2 separate regions of the Mus musculus genome follow, and region 2 is linked to region 1. A link is a contact called in public Hi-C data. All regions are on one chromosome and are shown on one strand. Each heading gives the region's core, a stretch centred on a gene start, on an enhancer-like site or on the middle of the called end of the contact. The rest is flanking DNA. Distances are from core to core; before and after follow the strand shown.

Region 1 (4,436 bases), core at 727-3,226:
TTTTCCCCCCACTTTCACACTGCCGAAGTGTTGAGCTGTCCTCACTTCCAGGACGGCTATTCCTGAAGGATATTCCATCAACCCTTTTGGCTCCGTTTTATCGGCTGTGTTAGTGAAACAGAAAGCCCCTGTTCAGGTTGTTTGCTGGTATTTCAAGACAGAGCTACGAGGGATGGAAAAGCTAAGGATACAAATACAGCAGGGAAAGTGGTGCCTTGACCGAAGTCTTCCTATAAAAATTCCTCCAAGGTACCTGCGTGTGCACGGAATGTCTGAACACTTCTGCAGATCCGTTACTATCAGCGCTGGCCAGTGGTCACAGTTAGAGCATCGAAAGCACCCGGGTTATTAAGTGCCTGCTTGAAATACCTCCCTGCGCTTGTCATTAGGAAGGAAAGAGACAATAGAGAAAATGGTAAACGGTGGTAACGTTCCCGGGGAACCTTGTGCTGTCCGTGCTACGATACTGAAATAACTTCAAGGGATTGGCTCAGACTCAAACAGGAAATCGACCGAGTCAACATTGGACTTGAGATAATGAAGTGATAAAGGAACCAGGGTGTGGAGCGACTGGAAGAGGAGGCCCTGCAAGTGCTGGGGTCTGGTCAGCGGCTGTTCCTCAAGACTGTTTTTAATTAAACCTCTCCATCCAATGCTCACAAAACCTAAATACAATACTGAATTAGTGCCAGTGGGAACAGCTATAATATAAAAAAAGCAACAGTAACAAATGGGGCCTGCAAAAACCCTTCCATCTTGCCCAGGCCAAGTCTTAACCCACTTTTCTTTATTGATGGTCCTATTTCAGGAGGTAACAAGACAATTAAGAAAACAAACCCATTGTGGAAACAGATGCAGAAACAGCTGAAAGAGAGGAAAAGAAACAACAACATCACCATCATCACCACCACCACCATCATCACCAACAACAATAACAACAACAAGAACATCATAGAGAATGAACTGGCAGTTTCCCAGCCCCTGCCCACCTAGATCTCTTTCTCTGTCTCACTCTCTCTGTCTCACTCTCTCTGTCTCTCTCTCTCTGTCTCTCTCTCTGTCTCTCTCTCTGTCTCTCTCTCTCTGTGTCTCTCTCTGTCTCTCTCTCTCTGTCTCTCTCTCTGTCTCTCTCTCTGTTTCTCTCTCTCTGTCTCTCTCTCTGTCTCTCTGTCTCTCTCTCTGTCTCTCTGTCTCTCTGTCTCTCTGTCTCTCTGTCTCTCTGTCTCTCTGTCTCTCTCTCTCTCTCTCCCTCTCCCTCTCCCTCTCCCTCTCCCTCTCTCTCTCTCTCTCTCTCTCTCTCTCTCTCTCTTGATTGTAGCTGAGCTCAGCTGTAGGACCTAGCCCTGTGAACTTGACTTCAGAGTCGAAGCTTGGTAGCAGGGCCCAGAAAGAAACCGTGTGAGGTACCTAGTGACGGCTGCTGTTCAGCCAAGGCTCCACACCAACCAAGAGTTAAGCCAACCAGCCCCGGAACTCTAAACAGAGTTAGTCAACAAGCACCCAGAGGTTGGCACAGGCTAGCAATGCCACTCATGCCCCTGAAGAAATAATGCTGAGAGCTTTTAAATCAAGGTGTTGGGTGTGTTGGAGACATTATGAGACATCCCAGCCTTTACACTGAGCGGAAAGGCAGGATGCTCTAGACTGTTTAAAACAGTGTTGGGAAAGGATCTAGATCCATGAGTGGCTGTGCTTTAGTCAGACCATGTTGGCTATGACTCATGGGGATGAGAAATTGCTTTCCTAACTTCATGTCTTTTACTTTAATTTTGAGGTGGGCATACAATCCCACAAGAAAACATGAATGGTTTCCTAATCTGATGACCCCGGGAAGGCGGCCACATCCCACCTGTCCTGACCTAGCAGGGACACTGTCAAAGTCTCTGAAAAGTTAGGTGAGCCCTTGCTGTATGATCCCTTGAAGGAAGAACCAAAACAGAGAAATAAGATGCCTTTTTTATGTTGGTGTTTGACAACCCAGCGTTCTGGTAGTGATTTTCCACCCTTGGTCTATCTCGATGCTTTAAATAGCTCCTGGGTTAAAAATAGCACCTGGGTTAAAAATATCTGCTTAATAAAATAAGAAACACGCAGCCAGCAAATTAGGAAGTTAGACGATGTTCACTAAAACTAATTCTGAAGACTGTGGAGGGTGGAGTCCTGGTAGACTTGAGGAAATGTTACTGTCTCGGCCTTTCTCAGACATTTTTCTCCCTTGAAGCATCACTCGAACAGCATCTCCACACACCAACACCGCAGTTACAATGAATGGCATCCAGTCAGCCTGCATGGTGAGCCAGTGAGGTACAGAACCCATCTCCTCTTGAGTCGGATGGCAGCTCATCCAGGCAATCGCCTGATAAGCATGGTGGCCACAGAGAACACTGAGGGCTTCAGGACCCAAACGTGTGACTCAACGCTACCATGCTTCAGGGGGACCACACACGGGGAAGAGGAGAAAAATCGAGCAAGGTCCCTCTGCTTTAGGCTGTTTGGGTCTGATAGAGACTAGCAGTTTGTGGTTGAGATGGCTGCATTGCCAACTTGTAGACCAAAGAGTGGACCATTTTTGGGGAGTGGGGGTTGATCCTTTCTTCTTTCATTCAAACAGATACAACTGCATGATGAGTTTAAAGACCTGGTTCTAATGCCTGGACACCACTCAGGGTGCATATTCTACCCTGAAAGTTGGTTCGTGTGGACAGCTTCCCTGTCTCTGCTGGGTCCTTCCCTAAGTTGGGGGCCTTTCACTTTGGTGTAGTTGGCCCACATTTAACCTCTCTATGACTCTCTGTCTCTGTCTCTCCTTTCAAACATATATTTGTTGTGTGCGTTAGATTTTATGTTTTATGATATTGTTATCCGTTATAGCGTAGGCTCTTCCAAAAGAGTTTTGCTTGGTTTTTGCTTGGTTTTGAGACAGGGTCTCCATATATAGCCCTGGCTAGCCTGAAACGAATTGTGTAGCTCAGGCTGACACTGAAAACTCACAGCACTCTTCCTGTCTCAGCCTCCCAAATCTGGGGTTATAGACACATGCCACCATGCCTAACTTTCATTTTTTTTTAAAAAAAGTAAGCATTATACCTTTTCTTTAAATATATACTTATGTTGTTATTTATTGTTGCAAAGAGGCCTCAATAGGAGTGAGTTGCCAAAATAAAAAAACCTCCTTCAGGAGTTATCAGGAGCAGAATCTTCTCTTCTCTTCTCTTCTCTTCTCTTCTCTTCTCTTCTCTTCTCTTCTCTTCTCTTCTCTTCTCTTCTCTTCTCTTCTCTTCTCTCCTCTCCCCTTCCCTCTCCTCTCCTCTCCTCTCCTCTCCTCTCCTCTCCTCTCCTCTCCTCTCCTCTCCTCTTCTTTTGTTTTCTTTTCTTCTCTTTTTTTCTCTTTCCTTTCCTTTCCTCTCCTCTCCTTTTCTTTCCTCTCCTCTCCTTTCCTTTCCTCTCCTCTCCTCTCCATTCCTCTCCTCTCCTCTCCTCTCCTCTTCTTTTGTTTTCTTTTGTTTTCTTTTGTTTTCTTTTCTTCTCTTTTTTCTCTTTCCTTTCCTCTCCTCTCCTCTCCTCTCCTCTCCTCTCCTCTCCTCTTCTTTTCTTTTCTTTTCTTTTCTTTTCTTTTCTTTTCTTTTCTTTTCTTTTCTTTTCTTGAGACAGAGTTTCCCTAAACAGGCCCTGCTGTTCTGGAACTCACTAAGTAAACCAGGCTCACCTTGAACTCACGGAGATTCACTTGCCTCTGCCTTCTGAGTGCTGGGATTAAGAAAGTGAGCCAACCTGTGTGGCCTAAACAGGGACCATTCTCACAGGAAAGCTCCATGCTAAAGGAGATCACATGTAATCCAAGCAATCAGTTCCATAATGAGGAAAGCACCTGTGTTCCTATGCATATGCGTGCAATGTACTCAACCTGCACATGTCCTGAAGCAGTGAACATGCACACACGTGTGCACATACACGTAAGACTCTCGTCTTAATGATTAACTCAAAGGGAAGGCCAAACGAAGGTGTGATATTGGTGGTCCCCGTTGTAAGATCTGGTCTCTCTGGAGCGTGCAGCTTCCTCGCACGCCTGGAGCCACACTAGCCGGAGGTTCACACCAGACCACCAGTCAGTTCAGGTTGCAGATTATGAAGAGAGTCCTTGACAGTGCACATATGGTTTGGGCCCACACGAGCTCCTGCCAGCCTCTCCACAGAAACTTATTTCTGCACAAGGTCATTTCTTCTCATCCAGTCATGGCTAACTACTAGGAGTGAGAGTGTATCGTCCAATTGTGAATGACTCCCCAAGCCAGTGAGGCTCACGAGTGGATAATTGCTAGTGTGATATAATTTTATTTAAAGTGCTAAGTTATGATCTTGTTCTCAAAATTCTGTGGCAGTATGAGACACATCTGTAATACTTCCTTCCATTAATGTGCAGGCCTCTTTTCTACATG
Region 2 (4,436 bases), core at 487-2,986, 82 kb before region 1:
TTTATGCTGACTTTCTTAGGTTGGCACAGTAAAAAGATGCTGCCCAGAACGGGAGGTCTGTCTAGGAATCTCTGTGTCTTCACTGTGCAGCCATCCCTTGGGCTCCTATGTCTCACTCTCTGTCAGATCCGGCAGGTGTGGCAGAAGTCACCAGGAGCTTGGCCATGGAAACTGCCCCTGTAAGGATGGAGCTTCCGAGCGACACTGCACTGAAGGATCAGGAGGCCTCCGTTGCTTCTGCAGGCATCGAGGGGGGAATACTCTTTCTGCTCCTTTCTAGCTTGCTGGCTCAGGGCTCCTTCTTCCTTTGTTTTACAAAGCACACCACTCCAGTCTCCAGTCCCCTGTCCCTTCTCTGTGTTCTGACCCTCCTGCATCCATCCCTCTTCCACAGAGGATCTTCCGAGCTAAGGCAGCACAGTCTCCCCATCTCTTTAAACTTAATTCCACCTGCACATTCTCTAATGAGGGGGAACTTTTGCTAACTTCTGAAGGTGTCAGCCTCCCTGAAGGTCATTAATCTAAGAAATTGCTCTCAGGGAATTTTTAAGGATAATTACTGGAACCCACAGACATGAACAGCATGGGAGGGTGGGTGTGGACCCTTTGACTTCTGGGCTGTAGCTTTTCATTAAAAGAATTTTTTTTTTTGGAGTAGAAATGTTTGAAAAGCATTATCACGCTCATATTTACAGTATAGAAAGACCACAGAAAGTCCTACAACCTTCCCTAGGAAGGTTATAAAGGGCACGGATACATGGAAATTGACTTTTTGTTTTTTTAAAGCAATGTCTGTTTGGATGCATGGGTAGAGCACGGATGTTCATTTCCACCCCCTCCCCCTGTTCCCTTCTACCTTATTGCCTACTCAGTTCCCAGAAATCCTTAATTTGCTTTGTGCAGGACTTAAACTCTATCAGATGTCTTCTCCATATGAATTTATGCTGCAACCACTCTGTCCAAGTGACAAGATTAAGTGACAAGACATTTGCTCGACAGTGCTTCTCAGAGTGCAGACAATGACTTGATTAAGGAGTGCGTTATGTATGCTTTGGATGTGACTGTGCCCCCAGGCCCGGGCATCTGAACACCCGTTCCCAGCTGGTGGTCCTGTGGGGGGAGATACGGAGCCTTCAGGAGACGAAGCTTCTCTGGAGGAAGTGGGTTGCTTTTGGGGCGGACCTCGAGGTTTGTGACCTGACCCCACTTCCTGCCTGCTGGTGTGTGGAGAGGTGAAGACTCTCAGCCGTACCCTCTGCTCCCCCAGCAGTGAATTCCTCGCCTTTCCCTCTGTACCCTTTCAAACCATGAGCCCCAAAGAGCCATTCCTCCTTTTAAGTAGCCTGTTTGCCAGAGTGATAAGAACTGGTCCAGAAGACATTCAGGAACAGCTAAAGCATTTTAAAGAGAATACAGGCTGCAGGAGGCTCTGTACAACTAAGAATCAGATTCCGGACACGCTCTGTGTTGGCTCTCACTCTACAGACACAACGAGTGTATTGTTAGCAGCCCTGCAGCTGCTTTGTCAGGTACCTGGGCTGGGACAGAACAGTGGGCTTGAAGGCACTGACTCCGCAATCAAAGTGAGGGAAGAGGTCCCGAGGTCTGAGGAACACCCAAGGGACAAGAGAGAGGATGGACATCTCTTTGGCAGCTTGGTGTCTACTCTGCACACTGAAACCATCCCAGGTCTGACTCAACAAAGTACCAGCACGGAGTCATCCGACCACTTCCTGGGTTTTCCCCCTCAAAGCTTTCACACCCAGCGTTGGCCTGCACTCCACCCTGCCAGAGGATGAGCTCAGCAGGCTGCGCAGGCGCGAAGGCCTGACAGACTGCTATGTAATGGTCCCCGGGGGCACCGGGCTTCCATCCCTGGAGGCAGGAGATGGAAGAGGGTTTGAACAACAGCAATTAGCTGGGGATTTTCTCCGTGTCTTGGTGAGAAACATCTGACCTCGAAACAAGTCTTTCTTTGGTGAAGAAGGGCGGTGTGTGCCTTACAGGAAACTCAAACATGACTTCAGAACATTACACACTGGATTAGGCAGAAGGGCACATGTGTGGCACCAGGGGGTGGGGTGGGGGGAGCTCGCCTCTGATTTTTAGAGCAGAAATACAACCGGAGCTTGAGTGAGGTTGTCAGCGGGGAAGCTTAGGCATGCTCCAGTCTGAGGGTCTTAGGCACTCACCGTTGGCAGATCACCGCGCCAGCCCTTCCTCCCCACCCCTTATTTCCTTCTTCTGCCAGCTTGCGCTCTCTGTTCTTCCCTATTTAAATATTTCTTCCTACTCAGAGCCCTGTAAGCACTTCATCACCAAAGTCTTTGATCTAGGAACAATAGCAGCCGTTTGAACAGCAGAAGAGAAACACTTGTTACATAATTTTACTTTCTCTCCAGACTTTGAACATATATCACCAAGTCAGGAAAACCTAGAGTGAAAGTTTCCAGGGCCGACCACACTCCAACCACACCCCGCCCAAGGCCCGACCACACCCTGATCAAGGCCCACCACGACTGACCACGCCCCAAACACGCCCCAACCTCCCCTGGCCTGCCTGCCTTTACATAGTGTTTTTATTTCTCACTCAGTTTGGTCACACTTTTCTGAGGCTAATTATGCACCGGCCTTGCAATCTTTACAAGATTTGCACATGACAAATTCTGATTTGCTTGTTACGCAGGGAAGGCAATCTTCAAGATGAAGCTTCATAAATAACCAAAAGGAAGACTTTTACACTCAACAGTAAAGCTAATTTATACTCACGAAAATTTTTTTTCTCCCACCATGCATTATACAGTGTCAGGCATAATATTTTAATCCCTACACTTTAGCACACATTTCAGCCTTCCTGGCTTTGATTGACCTATGGCGTCTCACTGCATCTTCATGGATTGTGGGACACAGAGGGCGGCAGCATATTATGGGCTGGAATGTGTTATTTTTCCACCTCTAAGTCTCCCTCACTTTCTTACATGGACACACACACACACACACACACACACACACACACACATACACAGATGATTATATTTAATGGTTTCCAAACTAAAATGACATCCCAGTCTCTTCTCTTACCTACCTGCTCTCCATTGGTTGTGCAAGCCTAAGTCCACCTATCAAAAGCAGCTCCAACAGTGTTTACCCAGCGAGTGGTGCACACCAACAATCTAAATATAGACACCATCTTTCCAAGTCCGCACCATGAAGCACTTTCAGTGACCCACCAGGTAAAGATGTGTCCCCACCAACAAGGTGCGAAGAGATCTGGTCTCTAGAAATTAGCACTGCTAATTAGCACATGACCTTAGGAGACAACATGACCTTCAGCAGAATATTATCTGTCTTGTTTCTTAGATTATGAAGAGAAAGGATAGGGAAGTGCTTGGAAGCCAGTGTGGATACTTAGATCTCTCACGTAGGCAACTTGAAAGGCCAACTGTGTCCATGGTTGAAAAACATTTCTTTGAGCTGTTTTCTTGTTTTGAGTCAGATCTTAATGAAGCTCGGGCTGGCCTCAAACTCACTATATGGGGTTTTTTTTTTTTTTTGGTTTTTCGAGACAGGGTTTCTCTGTGCAGCCCTGGCTGTCCTGGAACTCACTTTGTAGACCAGCTGGCCTTGAACTCAGAAATCCGCCTGCCTCGGCCTCCCGAGTGCTGGGATTAAAGATGTGCGCCACCACGCCCGGCTTGGATATTGGCCTTTGAACTCTAAAGCTTCTTTCTGCTTCTACCTCCCTGGTGCTGGGACTACTGAGGCGCACACTACCAGGTCCAGAATAAGCTATTTTTAAAACTTGTTGTAACTGACGTTGGAGAGGGATACTCCTGAGCTGAGTGTCCTAGGCACAGGGCAGCAATTCCTTCTCTTTCAATCCTAGGATCCAGACTTGACTGCTTCTGCATTTGGAAGGCAGCCTCAGCCATTTTCTCATGCTGAGACGTCGGGTGGACAGGGCTGGGCTTAGCATCCAGTTTCCTGCACACAAACCCAATCCCACCCTTGTTCGTCACTGACACCGCAGTGAGCTGGCCCCAGGTTTTGACTCAGAGATGGGAGCGTTATTTACAGAGAAGAATCGCCTCTTTTGCTGGGCTCGCTATGATTGGTTTATTAGCAGTGTAAACTCGATTTATGACACGCATCAGGGCATGTATCAGTGTAAGCCAGTGGGTCTCTCCAGCTACTTTCATAGGTGAACGTAAGCCTGCTCCCTCCACTGTGAGGGACCCCCATGCTCTTTAGGGAGTGAGGCTCTGCTTCTTTTTCTTTCTTGGTTTTCCCGCAGAACCCCAGTTACACAGACTTTTCAGAAGAGATGACAGACAGGTCCTTGGGATGACTGGCAGGGTGGAGAGCTCAGGTGCTATGAAAAGGGCTCACCATGCCATGATTGACTGAGAATCCTCTCCATGCTCCAGAAGACAGCC

Evidence for each region. Hi-C and Micro-C count contacts between places; a contact is called where the count stands out from the background.
Region 2: a contact with region 1 is called in a Hi-C map of bone marrow-derived macrophages, with 2.4 times the contacts expected there. The contact joins two enhancer-like sites. A contact is called at or near these places in 4 of 484 Hi-C or Micro-C datasets (the HL-1 cell line, Th2 cells, bone marrow-derived macrophages and 1 more) and 1 of 115 datasets of contacts at active chromatin or transcription factors (large pre-B cells).

Annotation. Positions count from the first base shown.
Region 1 is chr6:144,818,826-144,823,261 of GRCm38.p6, reverse strand. It overlaps the pseudogene Gm20124. Among named protein-coding and RNA genes, the nearest start is that of Gm32069, 14 kb to the right of the region's middle. Within about 2 kb of position 1,976, at least 9 of the 459 cell types and tissues checked have an H3K27ac peak or open chromatin away from gene starts, as enhancers often do. A contact at or near this core is called in bone marrow-derived macrophages, where this site is marked.
Region 2 is chr6:144,900,106-144,904,541 of GRCm38.p6, reverse strand. No RefSeq gene overlaps it. Among named protein-coding and RNA genes, the nearest start is that of Gm32124, 4.6 kb to the right of the region's middle. Within about 2 kb of position 1,736, at least 178 of the 459 cell types and tissues checked have an H3K27ac peak or open chromatin away from gene starts, as enhancers often do. A contact at or near this core is called in bone marrow-derived macrophages, where this site is marked.